Regions from separate parts of the Mus musculus genome. Here all the other regions are linked to region 1. The links are chromatin contacts, called in public Micro-C maps. All regions are on one chromosome and are shown on one strand. Each heading gives the region's core, a stretch centred on a gene start, on an enhancer-like site or on the middle of the called end of the contact. The rest is flanking DNA. Distances are from core to core; before and after follow the strand shown. Region 1 holds the start of Ep300 (E1A binding protein p300). Region 2 has its middle 22 kb from the start of Tob2. Region 3 holds the start of Tef (thyrotroph embryonic factor).

Region 1 (5,002 bases), core at 919-3,418:
CCTTGGAACCATAACACGGGTACAGAAGAAATGACTCCTCCAGATTATCCTATGACCTCCCCATGTGGGTCATGGGTATATATGTTCACACATTTATACATATCAACAGAGACACACAAGGTAAATGTAATTAAAAAATAGATCTGAGAAAAAATTTATTTTCTTGGTAGTACTGGTGACTGAACTGTTAAGGCCACAGGAATAGTAGGCAAACTACCTATACAATAGGTAATGTCTCGAAGGTTTCCTTCAGTGTCACATAGAACCTTGGTACTTTCCCTATATTTGAGGATCCCAAACACAGAAGTCCTGTAATTTGAGAACCCTAAAAGCATACCCCCTGCTTTCTGCTTCGAATTGGGCTGCCCTACACACTAGACTTAGGAGCATTTCCTCACATTTTTCTAGTGTTATAATTTTTTTTAGCACATAACATTTTTTTGTCCTCTCCCATATTTACATTGAAGGCACTGCAGAAAGTGGCCTTTTATTAAGCTCATCTGCTAGAGATGGGTGGAAAATACCTTCAAAAGACCTTGGAAGTTTCAGGCAGGTTCAGAAAAGTAGTTCTCAAGGATTCTTTTTTAAGAGTGGTAGCTGGTAAGGATGTGTGGACACGTGATGGGCAAAAATGTAGGTAGGGTCTAGCCCTAAACAGCCTCCCACTGCTGTGGTCCTCCCCCTCCTAGTTTTTTAACTAACAATATCGTAATCCAAATTTTTCATTCTTGAATTAGACATTTCAGAGAAAACTTAAAGGACTAGCAATGTGACTTTGAGATATGAACTGCTGCTTTCGAGAAGGCTATGAAGAGGATGGAATGTGTGTCTACGATGAAACACAGGTGTTTGGCGGATTTAATGGGGTTCCAAAGATCAACCTGAGAGGGCAAACCCCGGGAGCTCTGACCGTGGTTTTCCTTGTTTTCGCAGAGGAGCGCCTGAGCTTTGACTCGGTTCTGCTCAGAGACCCAGCCCAGGCACCTAACTGTCCACCGACCGAAAATACGTTCTAAGTTCACCCCGGACCCCCCCCCCCCCCACAACTTCTTTCAAAACCTCCCCTTTAAAGGGAGCCACCGAGTGACGCCGGGGGAGTTTGCGGAAGCGCCTACCGCGTTGGGGCCCTTGGGCGGATCCCGTGATTGGAGCCGGCACCGCCCCCGGCGCCGCTTCCCCCATTGTGTGAGCTGCAAGGCAGAGGCCCCGCCCTCGCCCCGCCTCCCTGTTTCTCGGCCCCTCCCCCTCTCACCTCCCCCCCCCCCCAATCTTGGCTCATTTCCGGCCGCCGCCGCCGCTACCGCTATCCTGTAAGGAGGATTCGGCAGAGGCAAGAAACAACAGCCGCCATCTTGTTTGTGTGCTAGCCTGTGGGGGGGGTGGGGGGAGGAGGAGAGAGAGCGGAGAGGGACCGGGAGAGAGAGAGTGGGGCAAGCGGGACGCCCGGCTGAGTGCGAACTGCGCGAGCAGGGAGTGAGGAGGGTACCTGGCTGGAGAGCAGCGGCCGGGACCGAGACAGTGGTTGGGGGCCCCGGGGCGCAAAGGCTGAGGCGACCCTCAGTCCCCTCCTTGCCCGCACACACCCCCACCGCAGCCCGGGCCGGCGTCGACGCCTAAGGGGGGGAAACCATTACATAAGCCCGCGCCCCGCGGCGCCTCTGCCCGCCGTCCGAGGCGGCCCCCGAGCCGAGCCCCCGGCAGGCACCTGGCTGCCGGGGGGGTGAGGGCCAGGGAGGCGGCCGGACTGATTTCTCCTCCCCGGGCTTGCGAGTGGAGGCGGAGAAGCGCGGCGCGCGGAGAGGCCGCGTCGGTGGGCTCGGCGTCAGCGCGGGCTTGCGGGCGGACGGCCCTGCTTGGCCCGGCCCGGCCCCCCTGGCCCTTCGGGCCGGCGAGCTCCACGCTCGGCGTCGTCGCTGCTGCGCCTCTGCTTGTCCGCTGCGCGATGTGAGGCGGCCCCGGCGCCAGTCTGGCTCTCGGCTCGGCTGAGCTCAGTGTGGCCATTAGGGGCCGGTGCGGCAGCGGCGGCGCGGAGCGCAGCGGCAGGAGGAGGAGGAGGGCGGCTCTCAGGGTGGGGGCGCAGGCCCGGGAGGGGGCACCGGGAGGAGGTGAGTGTCTCTGGTCGCCTCCTCCTCTCCCCCTTTTTCGCCCCCGCCTCCTTGTGGCGATGAGAAGGAGGAGGACAGCGCCGAGGAGGAAGAAGCTGATGGCGGCGGCGGAGCTCCGAGAGACCTCGGCTGGGCAGGGGCTCGCCGTGGCGGGCTGGGGACTGCGTCTGTAGAGCTGTGAGTTCCCGAGAATTCGCTGCAGCGGACGTGCTCGTGGGATCAGTGTTGCTGTACCCTCCTCCCGGCCTGGTTTAGGCCCGGCCCCTCGCACTTGCCCCTACCATTTCTGTTGAGTCCGCATCCCTCTCCGGCCACCGCAACCAGGCGAAGAGAAAAAGGAACTTCCCCCCACCCCTGTTGGGTGGCGGCGGAGCTCCGGAGCCCACCCTTAGGAGCGGGGCGGGGACCCCGTTTCGGAGAAGAGATTTCCTCAGGATTCTCGTTTTTTTCCTCGGTTGTATCTCCGAAAGAATTAAAAATGGCCGAGAATGTGGTGGAACCCGGGCCGCCTTCAGCCAAGCGGCCTAAACTCTCATCTCCGGCCCTCTCGGCGTCCGCCAGCGATGGCACAGGTTAGTCTCGGGACTCCCGGCCTTCCATAGTTCCCTTCGTCTTTTCTGCTCGTTGCACCTTCATTCCAGGGTGCTTCTGTGTATCTCTTCCCATTTCCCCGGCCGGTGTTTAATTTTAAAGGTTTTTGAATGGACTGGTCGAAGACGTCCAGTAGCCCAACCATTTTCTTTGCCTTCTGATACATTCATTGCAACACTATGTCATGTCAGATCGTTGTGTGTTCTGGAATTAAGAGGTTGGAAGTGGGAGCTGCGGGGACCTTTATTGTTGGCTCCATGCAATTTAATTTGGGAAATGCCGGTACAATCGTGTGTGAGGGCTTTTATGCACTTTTACTATTTTTGTTACTGGTGAATGAGGGATTTCAGCTCTTTCTCCCCTGTTGCAATGAATTCTTTTTTTCTCTGCTTTCCCACCTTTAATGATTTTTGCTCCTGTGAGGCAGATTTTCTGTTGAGGAATGGGGGCGGAAGACAAATCTTGGTGTCTGCGATCCAAGGTTTTAAGTGTAACTAAAGTTCAACAAAATTTCATTCTTAGGTCCCCTCTCCCCATCCTTGCCTCAAGAGTCAGTATGGACCGCAGTTTATTTTATATCCATTTGCCATGAAACCAAAATGTCTCAAACTGCGTGTTGAGGTGTAGACCTGAGGCGTTTCCTTTGCAGTTTGTCACACTCTTACTTAGAAGGGAAAGAAAAAAGATGAAGCCTTTCTGGAATTAGGTACTTAGAAATGGGAGATAATAAGTTGAAAGACTCCCAGTCATGAACTTCCAACTAAAGTGATTGTACAAGTTTAAAAATGAACAGGAGGTTTTGTGCTTGCATGTTTGTTTTGTTTTGCTTTTTGGACCTTTGCAATTCCAGTTTACAAGATGAAGGAATTCTTTTCTCCAGTCAGCCCCTTTGTTAGGAGACCTGAAGGGAGACTCTCCCTTGTCTGTTCTTTTTCCTGCTTACTGTTAGTTTAGTGTTATTCTGATGATCACTGACCTGGTCCTCTCTTGCTGTCTGACTTGTTTGAGAGGCCAGGATAATGAAGAAGAAGAAGAAGAAAAAGAAGAAGAAGAAGAAGAATGGCTAGTCATCTGACAGTCCACTAGATGTTCCTCCTTACTGCAAGCATCCCTTTAACTCAGAGAAGAGGCTCCAGATCTCTCCTTCTGCCAATGAGAGTGTATAGTGGAGTTAAACGTACCCTGCAAGTTGTAGAGAATGTGTGGGCCATGTTTCTGAGTAGGATTTCTATTAAGGCCTGGAAATAAGATAGAACTAGTGCATTACTCTGCTTTTTTAGCAGCTGTATTTCGAACCATGAGTTTTGCTCACCTGCAACAGTTGGGAAGGATAAGTCTTGCAGTGTTCTAAGGCTCTAACTTTAGTTATATGTGAGCATTCAGCTGTAAAGTTTCCGTAGTCTTAGAGAATTTTTTTTAAATTATGTCTTTGAAATTCATAGGCATAGATATTTTATAGACATATTTGCTCTGGATTTTTGTTTCCTCCTCTGCCCCCATAATAAGTGTACTTCTGTAACATGTTCACAAGTTACCATATTTGACATAGCCAGTAACAAGAAATATTATGGAAAACTTTTTAAAATTAAATTTTTGGATGTTCTGATTTTGAGTGACTTAGTCATAAAGTCTGTTCATGTAATTCTGTTCAGATGGACTACTGCATTCTTTATCTGATAAATTGTATAGCTTTTGGCTAACTTTCATGGTTAAAAAAGGGAAAACTTGCTTTGGGTATCTTTGAATGTCATTACTGGAGTCTTTGGGTGGTAGTGGTGGGGCTGGGGTTTTCTTTGTGTGGGTCTAGATGTCCTGGAATTCACATCACCAGCCTCTACCTCCCAAGTGCTGGATTTAAAGGCAGGTGCCACCAGGACCACCAACTTCTAGAGTCTTAAAAAATTTCAATACTGAGATTGGTTTATTCTTAGTAGTAAGGATTATAGTAATATTAGTAATTTTTCTTCTCTTAACATTGTAGTGACGGTTAAATTTTTTTTCTTTTAAAATTTATATACCATTAGGTCGGTTTTATTTTGTTTTGAGACAGGGTTTTTGTAGCTCTGACTATCCTAGAACTCTCCATGTTGATAAGACTGCCCTTAAGCTCACAGAGCCACCTGCTTCTGCCTCCTGTTTGCTGGGGTTAAAGGCCTGTGTCTCAAGGACCTGCTTGTTTCTTTTCCTTTTTTTTTTTTTTTTTTTTTTTTAATTTGATACAGGGTATCACTACATAGCCCTGACTGGCCTACAATCTAGAGAGAAATGATTGACTCTGCCTCCCTTCCTCATGGTGGGATTAAAGG
Region 2 (5,002 bases), core at 994-3,493, 250 kb after region 1:
TGCCTGCCAAGCCTACGTACTAATTTGAGATGTTGGGAACAGGACAGGGAGTGTGAGGTGGGGTAAGCTGAGGGGAGGGTGGGGAGCTGGCCAAGGTCTGAGAGTTTAAAAATACATCCTGTCAGCTAGAGCCTGGTCTCCTAGGGCCTAGTGACATCACAGGGGCACAGGATGTCCCTGGCAGAGGCTGGAAATAGCAGAGAGGGGACATGGCAGGGGGAGGAGCTGAGGGGCTTCTGAGCTACCCCTTTCTGTGCCTGGAAGCTGTGTTTGCAGACATCACCTGTCTAGGGTCAAAAGGGGTCACCAGTCACATTCCTCAAGAGATTCCGAACTGCATCTGAAAAAAAAAATGGGGACCAGGGAGATTGTGCCTGAGACCCCACTTGGAGAGAGATGGGAGTCCCTGGACACAAGCTAGCGAGTCTGGCTTAGCATTTGTGATCCTGGAAGTCTGCTGGGCATGGGTGAGAGGAGCATTAGTTGGCAGAGAGCCTCCCTCCCCTCAGTGGAGGGCTGAGGCAGACTCCCAGAGCAGATGCTCATTCAGCCTTTGATGTGACTGATGGGCTATCAGAGCCACACACCCCCCCCAACCCCCCCAACCCCCCCCCCCCGTCCCCCGTCCCTGCTCCTCACTCCCAGCAGCAGGAGCGGCTAGGTCGGGAGTAGCGCTGTCAATGTTATAGATGACACCAAGACCCAGGGTGGACAGAGTGGCCTGCTCCAAGCCAGACCCCCAAGCACATCACGGATGGCTAGGATGGGATCTGGCCTTCCTAGTTCAGTAGCTAGTGAGAAAGGAACCAGCTCTATCGCCAAGATGGACCTTAGGGGTGAGAAAGAGGCTGGAGTTCACCTCTCCCTCTTCCCCTCCTGCCCCTGCTGTGCTCTGAACAAAGTCCAGCCCATCATCTGACCAAGATTCTCCTCAGGGCAGCCTCCTCTCTCTTGAATCTGCACCCATAAGCCTCAGCCTCACCAGGAGCTCCCAGATCTCTGAAGTGATTGCTGATTCAGGCCTCTGAACAGTTACTTGTACTGCCTCTGCTGTGTGGCTTGACCTCACCTGTCTCTGCCCAGGAACCTTCTAGCAGGCTTTAGCCCTGAGCCACCACTGCGCCGTCAGACCACAGTCATGATAATGGCAGTGATTATTGCTATGGTTTTTCTCTTCCTGGGCCAACCTTTTCTTAATAGCTGTACCCTCATTTTTATTCATCTCTCCAATCCTGGTGTCAATGTCTAACCAATGCCAGGATAAAGGAATTAAATTGGGTCTTGAGTCCGCCGCATTCTGGAACGGGCTTTGTTCGAGTCTCATGTCCTCTCCAAACCTGATAAATGGGGGCAAGGTCCAGGTCCAGGCTGGGGTTGGCTGTATCTAGTAGTAAGCATTAAAGGGCTGGGGACTGAAAGGTCAAGACTGGCTGTTCCTGGCCCCATCTGTCCTCCATCTATCTATCACATGCTCTCTGCCCCGACTTTCCACCCACCTCATAAAATCAATGCAGCCTCAATCCCCGGCCTGCCCCTCCTACCTGACTTGGTTCCCAAACTTTATAAACTCTGGGGAGAGTTTATAAAGAGACAGTTTGGAGAGAGACACTTTGGAGGTAAACAGACTCTCGTGGGTTCAGTGGCCAGCCTGGGATGTCTAACGACTGACTGTTAGAAAACAAAGCAAAATCAAACCAAACTCTGAGAACCCAGAACCTCAGCTTTTGCTAAGGTGACCCGTGTATAAGTGCGCGCGCTGAGGTTTCGGGGTGGGGTGGGGGGTGACTGTTGTGGAAACCTGGATCCAGCAGTGTTGAGCAGCCTTGCAGTGACTGCAACCCTGCTTTAGGGGCGCCTCCCTGGGGCAGCACAGAAGTAGAGGACGATGCCCTGATCAAGAGAGAAAATGCAGTCTGTAATCCGCCACGGTCTTGCCCCACCCCACCCCCACCCCCACTTCCTTCTTTTCCAGGAGTGAGGGTCTGTGCCAGCCCTGGCACCCGCAGAACCGGCTCTAGGCTGCAGGGCCCAGATAAATATCCTCAAGGCGGATCTCATCCTCATCGCAAGGAGGCCGCAGGAATCGAACTGTGGCCTGGCAGGGAGTGGGGGTGGGGCGTGGAGCTGAGGCCGAGGACCTCATGCGCAGGTACTCCTGAAACACCGACTCCACTCCTCTGTCCTAGCATCCCAGCTACCCTCCTCCCTCCCTAAATCCCTACTCATGCTCCTCCCTCTTCAGGCCCTGGACACGGAGGCCAGCACGGCGGGCGCCGAGGGGGCTGTGTAGTCACGCGCAGGGAACAGCAGGCTATTCATAGGAGGACGTCCCCGCCTGCCCGGCCCTCGACTCGCCTTACATAACCCTCCTTTCCTTCTTCCTCCTGTGCGCTCTGCGGGGCGGGGGAGTAGCGCTGGGAGCCTCCTGCTTTCTCTGACAGCCCCCAGGGAAGTGAAGCACACCCCGCGCCAATGGGCGTGGTTGGCCAGGTCCACAGAGGTGGGTGAAACCCCCCCTACCCCAACTTGGGGCCTTGGCTTCTCTAATTGGAGGTACCCTGCTTAGGAACTTTCTTTTACAACCACTCCACCGTGTCAGAGAAGCTCAAGGTGGCTGTGCCTTGCTTCTTCTCATGACTTGGGGCACCTGTGCTTCTTAGTCTCAGTATGCCTACCTACAAAATGGCCTTTTCTTCTAGCTTAGAAAGAAAGAAAGAAAGAAAAAAAAAAAAGCCTTGTCATCTGGTTAAATAGCCAGGTGACTGGGAAACTTAGTGTCCTCTGATACCCTCACAACGAACCTGGTATACAGAAGGGAAAGTGCCCAACCCGGAATCCCTGGGGCAGTCAACTCCTTGTGGACCTTAGTCCCTGCTCTGGCAGCCTGTGGTCCTGCTTGCCTCTTGGCTCAGGAAGGTCACAGGTGGAGCTGGAGCCCGTGTCTGGTGGCATGAGGACTCCCAGAAATATCTAACAGTCACTGTAGCCCCTCAACCACGTCCCCACCTCAGGGAGACCACTGTCTGTGGCGAGGTGTTTGCCTGAAGGATTTGGGGGTTGGTTTTGTGTTTTGTTCTGTGTAGCCCTGGCAGGCCTATCTGGAAGTCACAAAGATTCACCTGCCTCAGCCTCTCAAGTGCTAGGATTAAAGACCGGTATGGGACTCACTATGTAGCTCAGACTGGCCTCAGAATTGAAGCAGTCCCAGATAGGTCCACTCCCTACTTCTCCAACCCCTCCCCCATTTTGAGCACCAATAAGAGTAAATATTCTAGGATGGGGAGACATCTGGACCTTCCCTGATGCTGGCAGCAAAGTGGAGACTGTCACTTCTCCCCTCTCCCTAGCTTGGTTTACCAGCAGGGTGAGAACCATTGTCCCTGTTCTACTTAGTGGCCTGGAATGTGAGCCAGAGCTTTATGCTCATCTTACCTACAAACAACAAAGGGGAGGGAACAGCAGTATCCTTTCATAGTTGAGGAAACCAAGGGATGAATATGTGGCATCCTGGCTTGTGGTTTTCTTAGCATTTCTGGGTTGCAGCCAGCCTCTGCATTGGAGAAGAAAATATAAAGGTCTGTCCGGGGAGCTGGAGAGGTGCCTCAACAGTTACAAGTGCTTAATACTTTTACAAACAACCTAAGTTCCATTCCCAGAACCAGTATCAGACAGCTCAGCTCACAACTGCATGTAACTTCAGCTCCAGAGGAACCTGACAGTGGTAGAGCCTTGCCCTAACATGGGTGAGGTCCTACACTCAATCTCGAGTACTGGGGAGGGAAAGAGAGAAGGAGAACCAAGCTGGGCAATATAGTAAGATCTTAAGAAGAAAGAGAGAGAGAGAGAGAGAGAGAGAGAGAGAGAGAGAGAGAGAGAGAGAGAGAGAGAGACTGGTGAGATGGAGCAGGGGTCCTGAGTTCAGTTTCCAGCAAGCACATGGTGGCTCACAACCATCTGTAATGAAATCTGATGCCCTCTTCTTGTGTTTTTGAAGACAGCAACAGCCGGGCAGTGGTGGCGCACACCTTTGATCCCAGCCCTTGGGAGGCAGAAGCAGGTAGATTTCTGAGTTTGAGGCCAGCCTGGTCTACAGAGTGAGTTCCAGCCAGGGCTATACAGAGAAACCATGTCTCGAAAAACCAAAACAAAAAACAAAAACAAAACAGAAGAAGACAGCAACAGTATGCTCACATTCATAAAATAAATAAATCTTTAAATAAAGTGGGGCGGTGGTGGCACATGTCTTTAATTCTAGCACTCAGGAGGCAGAGGTAAGTGGATTTCTGAGTTCAAGGTCAGCCTGGTCTATAGAGTGAGTTCCAGGACAACAGGACAGCTAAGGCTACAAAGAGAAACCCTGTTTTGAAAACACACACACACACATACACACACACAGACTGGGAAACTGGTAGCCACCCTCTTGTCAAGCTGCACACTTTGTGAGTGGCACTGCCACAGACCCACATGTGACCCTATCACCCACTATTGCCCTCAGTAAATGTTTGCTGAGTCATGAAGGAATGCCTGTAACCACCACCTAACCCCCCCTCCAACCCTCCCCCCCACCGCCCCCAAGAAGTCCAGCTTTCCTAAGTACTTGGCTCACGTTCCTGAGACTCTGCCAACAATACCTTAAATGAGCCCCGGCATCTGGGGTCAGCTACTGGGTCCCAAAGAGCCCCTTAGCCCTTCTCTGATTCAGTCCCAGCCTTTGAGAGCCCTCTAGGGCTCACTCAGCTGACCTTTACACTTTGGCCAACAAGGGAAGCTGGTGGAGAGCCTCTACCCGTCTGCGGTGCGTCCCTCATGTAGGAAATGAAGGTGGCGGGGCAACTCTGGCGTTTTCAACGGTGCCCGTTAAAGTTCCTGGCACACACGAGCCTTGCTGCTTATGAATGCGGGCGGTCACCATAGTGAAACTTACTCCACAGTGCTTTTTGTCGGGGTCACCATTTCACTGCCTTCCACACTCACACCCGAAGAAGCAGATGCCATTTTTCAG
Region 3 (5,002 bases), core at 1,651-4,150, 230 kb after region 1:
TGAACTCCATAAATTGGTGCTGGCAGAAGGACATATATTCAAAGCCATCCTCAACTACATATCAAGTTCAAAGCCAACCTGGGATCCACGAGACTCTATCTCAATCAAACAAACAAACAAAAAAAAAACTCAAAAAATTTATTGATACAAAATAGTGTGCTGCTACATCCTACTTTTCTTTCTTTAAAGACAGGGTCTCACTATGTAGCCTTGGTTGTCCTGGAACTCACTCTGTAGACCAGACTGGCCTGGAACACATAGAGATATACCTGCCTCTGCCTCTACCTCCCAAGTGCTGGGATTAAAAGTGTGCACCACCACACCCAGCTGCCACATACTTCTAAAGTTTAACCAGGTACTAACATGTTCCTGTGAGGGAGTCTATTTCTATACAGGGCTTTCACACTATGGCAATTAGCAAACTATTTCTCATAGCACTTACTCCTCTACTCTGTCACAGCTGTCACCATAGCAATGACAGGAGACAACAGCAGAAAAGGCAGCTGGGGTTCGTGAGGTCAGCTGGAGAAAGAAATGTCCCTGCCTTCAGGGTGGTGTGGATTGCTGCCATCCCCCACAGTTTGCAAAGAAGCACTAGAGGGAATATGCCTGTCATGCTCCTTCGGGAACATCCACCTTTTGATTATCCAGGGGAAACTCAAGTGTCTCTAGACAAGAGACTCAAAGCTACATCAGTTTCTGAAGCCTAGGCCTGTTACCTTCCTGCATCCTAGTCACCTGCTTAGGTAAGCTGTTCCAGGTTGGTGGTCCATCATCCATTTGTGGGGACTATTGCTCAAAAGAGAGGGGGAGGGTAAGGACAGGGGAAAGAGGGGGAAGGAGATGGAGAGAGAGTAAGAGCAGGAGTGAGAATCTTCACTTCTCCCATGTGTCATCTTCCTTATAGACAGGCAAGATGTGCTCTTACCTTATCAGTCCTCCTCTGCCACACTAGGAATTGTTCTCCTTCTCAACAGTATAAGAGTTAGCCATGAAAATGTACATTTCAGTCTAGTCTAGACAGTTCCTCTAGAACCAAATCACATGGAGATTTCTACTTCTTTTAAAAAAATATTATGTTACATTTGTGTGTGCAAGAGGAATTATTGTGTTCATGGAGGTCTGAAGACAATTTTTGATTTAGTCCCTCCTGCCATCACATGGTATGCAGAGATTGAACTCTGGTTGTCAGACTTGGCAGCAATCACCTTTACCCCATGAGCCATCTTGCTCATCCAGCTTTTCTTTTCTAGAGTTTCATATGTTGCTTCATTTTCTTGGAGTCACTCTTTCAGATTTACTGCTAAAAACCTCTAGGCCAGTTTCTCCTAAAGAGATCCTAGATACATAAGATTCCTCCTGACAGGTCTGCAACGCCTGGGTTTCCTGTGCAGTTTCCTTTCTCCACACTGGATTTATATCCATCAATTTTGATTAAATTAGGAAAGATATTTGCATGGGAACACCGTAGGCTACATCCTGCTTTCTCCCCATTTGACAAAAAGGAGAACAGACTGGAGAAATGGAACAATGGGCTAGAGGATTCAGGTTCAGAAAACGATCAACATCACAAAATCTTGTATTTTAGATTCACAGTCCATCACTCTATTCCTAAGGCTACCCAACGTCCTTTAGCCGCTTCCTTTGGGCTTACTCAGCTAAATTTCTTTTTCCTCAGGTCCTAACACAATCCATGCGCTTCTAGCTGTCTATTGTGGTGTTCTGTAACTACCGCATGAACCACAGGCTGCCTTTCCGCCAGACTCAGCTCCTCCTTCCGAGGCAGGGAGCCATGGGAGGGACGGAGGGACAGAGTATAAACAAGCCAAGTCCCTGCCCCTCTGGGAGCTTAATCCCTGAGCGTCTAGTATTGTCTGGGCTTGAAGCCGAGTATGACTTGTACTGCAAAGAGGTACAAAGTTCTGCGAGCCATCTTGAAGGTTTGCACACCCCTTCACGGCTCACAGGTTTCCTAAGGAACCCAGAAACTATGTTTTGTTTTGCTTTTGACTCTAGTTCAATGTTGAATTTTTAAGACTGAGGAAATGGGCTCCCGTGGAGCAACTGGATAATTCCCAAGGTCACAAGCGAGCAGCTAGTAGTACGGAAGTCTGTCCGGACCCTGGTTCGTGGATAGGTTTCAAGAATGCGCTCTCCGTACTAGTGTTTATTCTGCAACCACGCCCGCTCCCAATCCCTAAATCAGTGGGCAACCTGACACCCGCTGAAGCAGCGGAGCTTGGGACCCGCCTGCCCTCCGCTAACCTCGCGCGGAGCGTGGGAGGAGCGCTGGCTGGCTACCCACGTCCCAGTCCCCTTACCCCCGGGCAGAGTCCGCCAAACAACACAACAGGCCAGTCCTGGCTAGGCCTAGGCCAGAGCCAGCCCCGCCCCTCTCCGCCCCTCTCCGCCCCTCCGCGCCGCAGCCGCACGTGCAGAGCCTCGTGCAATCGCGCCGGCCCCGCCCTCTTGCCCCATTGGCTGCCGCGAGCCTTTCCCTCACTGCCCCGCCCCGCGAGGCTCCGCATCTGCTGCCGCTCCACGTGACCCTCGGGGCTGGGCCGTCGCGCCCCGCTCCGCCTTCCTCTGAGGTGGCTTCTCCGAGGGAAGGAGAAAAAGGAGGCTGCGATGAGGTGGGAGGAAACCTGTAGTCACGAAAGTGGTGGCGAAAGGGACGCGACTGACCAAAAAAGAACAGGGGGGCTCCGCAGAAGGGCCCGACGCTCCCGGGCAGGCGGAGCGATACTCCTCACCTGGCCCAGCACGTGTCTACATCGTTTGGTTCTCACAGCCAATCCTAGCCTGAAGAGCTGTGCCCGCCCTTACGCAGCGCGCACCAATCGGAAGCCACGCTATGGGACCGCTGGCCTGGCCTTATGAATAATGAATGAGACGGAACCAGTCCGCGGGAGGGGTGCGGATGGAGAGAGGTGGGGGTGCAGTAGCGCGTCTGCGCAGTGCTGCCCGTGTCAGCAGCTGCGGCGGGTCGAGCCGCTCCGGCCCGTCTCGGGGTGCGGGCGGGGGAGGCGAGGCGCACGAGTGGGGCGCAGGGCACGATGTCCGACGCGGGCGGCGGGAAGAAGCCGCCTGTGGAGCCTCAGGCGGGGCCGGGCCCGGGGCGTGCAGCTGGAGAACGGGGCCTGTCGGGCTCCTTCCCTCTGGTCCTGAAGAAGCTGATGGAGAACCCCCCGCGCGAGACGCGCCTCGGTGAGGGGGGGGGGCTCGCGCGTGTCTGGGGGCGGGGTTTCTGTAAAGGCGGGGCCTTGTGGGGGCGGGCCGGCCCGGGCCGGGTCAGAGGTCAGGGTGAAGCGGTCCAGTGGTGTGGTGTTTATGCGGGCCCGGGCATGACTAGGGGCCTGCTGGACTAGGCCTCTAGCCCAGAGAGAAAGTCAGGGGGTGATCTGGAAAGGACAAGTCAACAGAACTTTGCAAGGAAGCCGCCACTTAGAGGGGGCTCCAGTGGGGCCGCCTGCATCCAAATCCTGAGGATACTGCTTGCCTTCAAATGCGGGTTCCTGGACCTCACCTAGTCTGCGGATCTTGAGACAGAGCGTGTATTTTAAGAAACACTCCACTGCACCCTCGTGGGTGCAGAGTTCACCACCAAAGTTTGAGAGGCCCTGATCAGTATAGCAGATGGCCTTTGTATGTCTTTGGTCCGTCCTGGAGGAAGACGATTCCTCCTCTCTACGAGTGGACAGTGAGCAGGTCCACGGTGGTGCTTTACTGGAAATGCATCCCTGGGAGGTGTGGATGGAGGAGGCAATTTGAGATGAGGGTCGGTAGTGTCTCCCAGTTGTTTTTAAATCAAAGCCTGGTTTAAAAAAAAATTAAGGGAATGAAGGCTGGGCAAAGTAGGGCTGTGATGAGGGTTAGAATGTGGCCACTCAGGTCCTTCTCCTGGTTGATTGTTGGGAATCACAATAGCAGGACCGGGCTTCATCGAATTGCCCAGGCCACAAGAGTCCCTGGGGCCTGGTGTGGAAAGCAGACTTGGCCTGGGTATTTGGCCTGGAAGAGCAGCAGGACTGCCACCTATTGTGGGGTTTTAGGTCCATTGATGTGTGCTTTCAGTCTGAGATCTTCAGATTTCCAAGAGCTCAGCTTAATTAGGGTATCTGGGAAGGACTTGGCTGTTTGTGGATTGCTTGTATCAGGGATCTCATTTCCCTTTCTAAAATGCTGTTGTTTCTTTCCTTGGGTGTGTTCTGGGGCTGCTGTGCTTATGGTTGTCCCTGTTACGTTATAAATAGCTTCTGCTCATCAGGTGAGGCTAGATTCTCTCCTCCTGCCTCAGGACCTCATGTGCACAAACGCTTTTGTTTGTATGAAGGTGATGACTCCATCCAGATCTGAGTGTAAGACAAACTGCAAGGGCTGGTGCTCACATCTGGCAGCTCTTGCCTAAGCTCACCAGAGAGGACCAGGCCATACTGGGGTTTTGCTTTGCATTTGCCCACACTCACAAAGCATTTTGACATAGTCTTATCTTGTTTGGGTTACTACCTCTCCACTTCTAGGTGAGGAAAGTTGAGACTCCTGAGAGGCATAGATGGTTTCTCAAGGTCACATGGGTGGGCCTTCTGGCTCTTGGTTTGGTGTTCTTTCTGTTGTATGAAACTGACAAACCACTGGTGTCAGTCCCTGTGATTTAAGTCCTGGACACGTCGGTCATTTACCTTTTGAAATTAATTTAAAACTTGACCTTACAAACACTGGATTGTGATAGCCTGACTGATTGTAGTGGTGCTTGTTTGCAATCTCAGCACTGGAGAGGTAGAGGCAGGGGGACCACTAGTTCAAGGTCATCCTCTGATGCACATCAAGTTTGAAGTCACCCCGGATTTCATGACCCTATCTCAGAAAATCAGGAAAAAAAATGTTTTAATTGCTTTAGTCAGGCAAAATGAGGAACTTCCTGTTGCTTGTCCTTCTGTCAAGCTGCTTTTTATCTCCTTGCTTCTCTTACCTCTTTTGATCCCAAGTGACCCCACCCGACTGG

The links. A called contact is a pair of places that touch in the nucleus more often than the background predicts.
Region 2: a Micro-C map of muscle stem cells shows a contact between it and region 1, with 7 times the contacts expected there. The contact joins the enhancer-like site here to the promoter of Ep300 in region 1. A contact is called at or near these places in 1 of 484 Hi-C or Micro-C datasets (muscle stem cells), 2 of 115 datasets of contacts at active chromatin or transcription factors (memory CD8 T cells and pancreatic cancer cells) and 2 of 9 other capture datasets (adipose tissue and pancreatic islet).
Region 3: a contact with region 1 is called in a Micro-C map of embryonic stem cells, with 5 times the contacts expected there. The contact joins the promoter of Tef here to the promoter of Ep300 in region 1. A contact is called at or near these places in 6 of 484 Hi-C or Micro-C datasets (CD4 T cells, embryonic stem cells, liver and 1 more), 4 of 115 datasets of contacts at active chromatin or transcription factors (the SCID.adh cell line, extraembryonic endoderm stem cells, memory CD8 T cells and 1 more) and 2 of 9 other capture datasets (adipose tissue and pancreatic islet).

The regions. Positions count from the first base shown.
Region 1 is chr15:81,584,046-81,589,047 of GRCm38.p6, forward strand. It overlaps Ep300 (E1A binding protein p300), which reads left to right and starts at 2,169. Exons shown (of 31, transcript NM_177821.6): 1 at 2,169-2,677. The coding sequence starts at 2,584.
Region 2 is chr15:81,834,293-81,839,294 of GRCm38.p6, forward strand. No RefSeq gene overlaps it. Among named protein-coding and RNA genes, the nearest start is that of Tob2, 22 kb to the right of the region's middle. Within about 2 kb of position 2,244, at least 217 of the 459 cell types and tissues checked have an H3K27ac peak or open chromatin away from gene starts, as enhancers often do. A contact at or near this core is called in adipose tissue, muscle stem cells and pancreatic islet, where this site is marked.
Region 3 is chr15:81,808,514-81,813,515 of GRCm38.p6, forward strand. It overlaps Tef (thyrotroph embryonic factor), which reads left to right and starts at 2,901. Exons shown (of 4, transcript NM_017376.3): 1 at 2,901-3,207. The coding sequence starts at 3,057.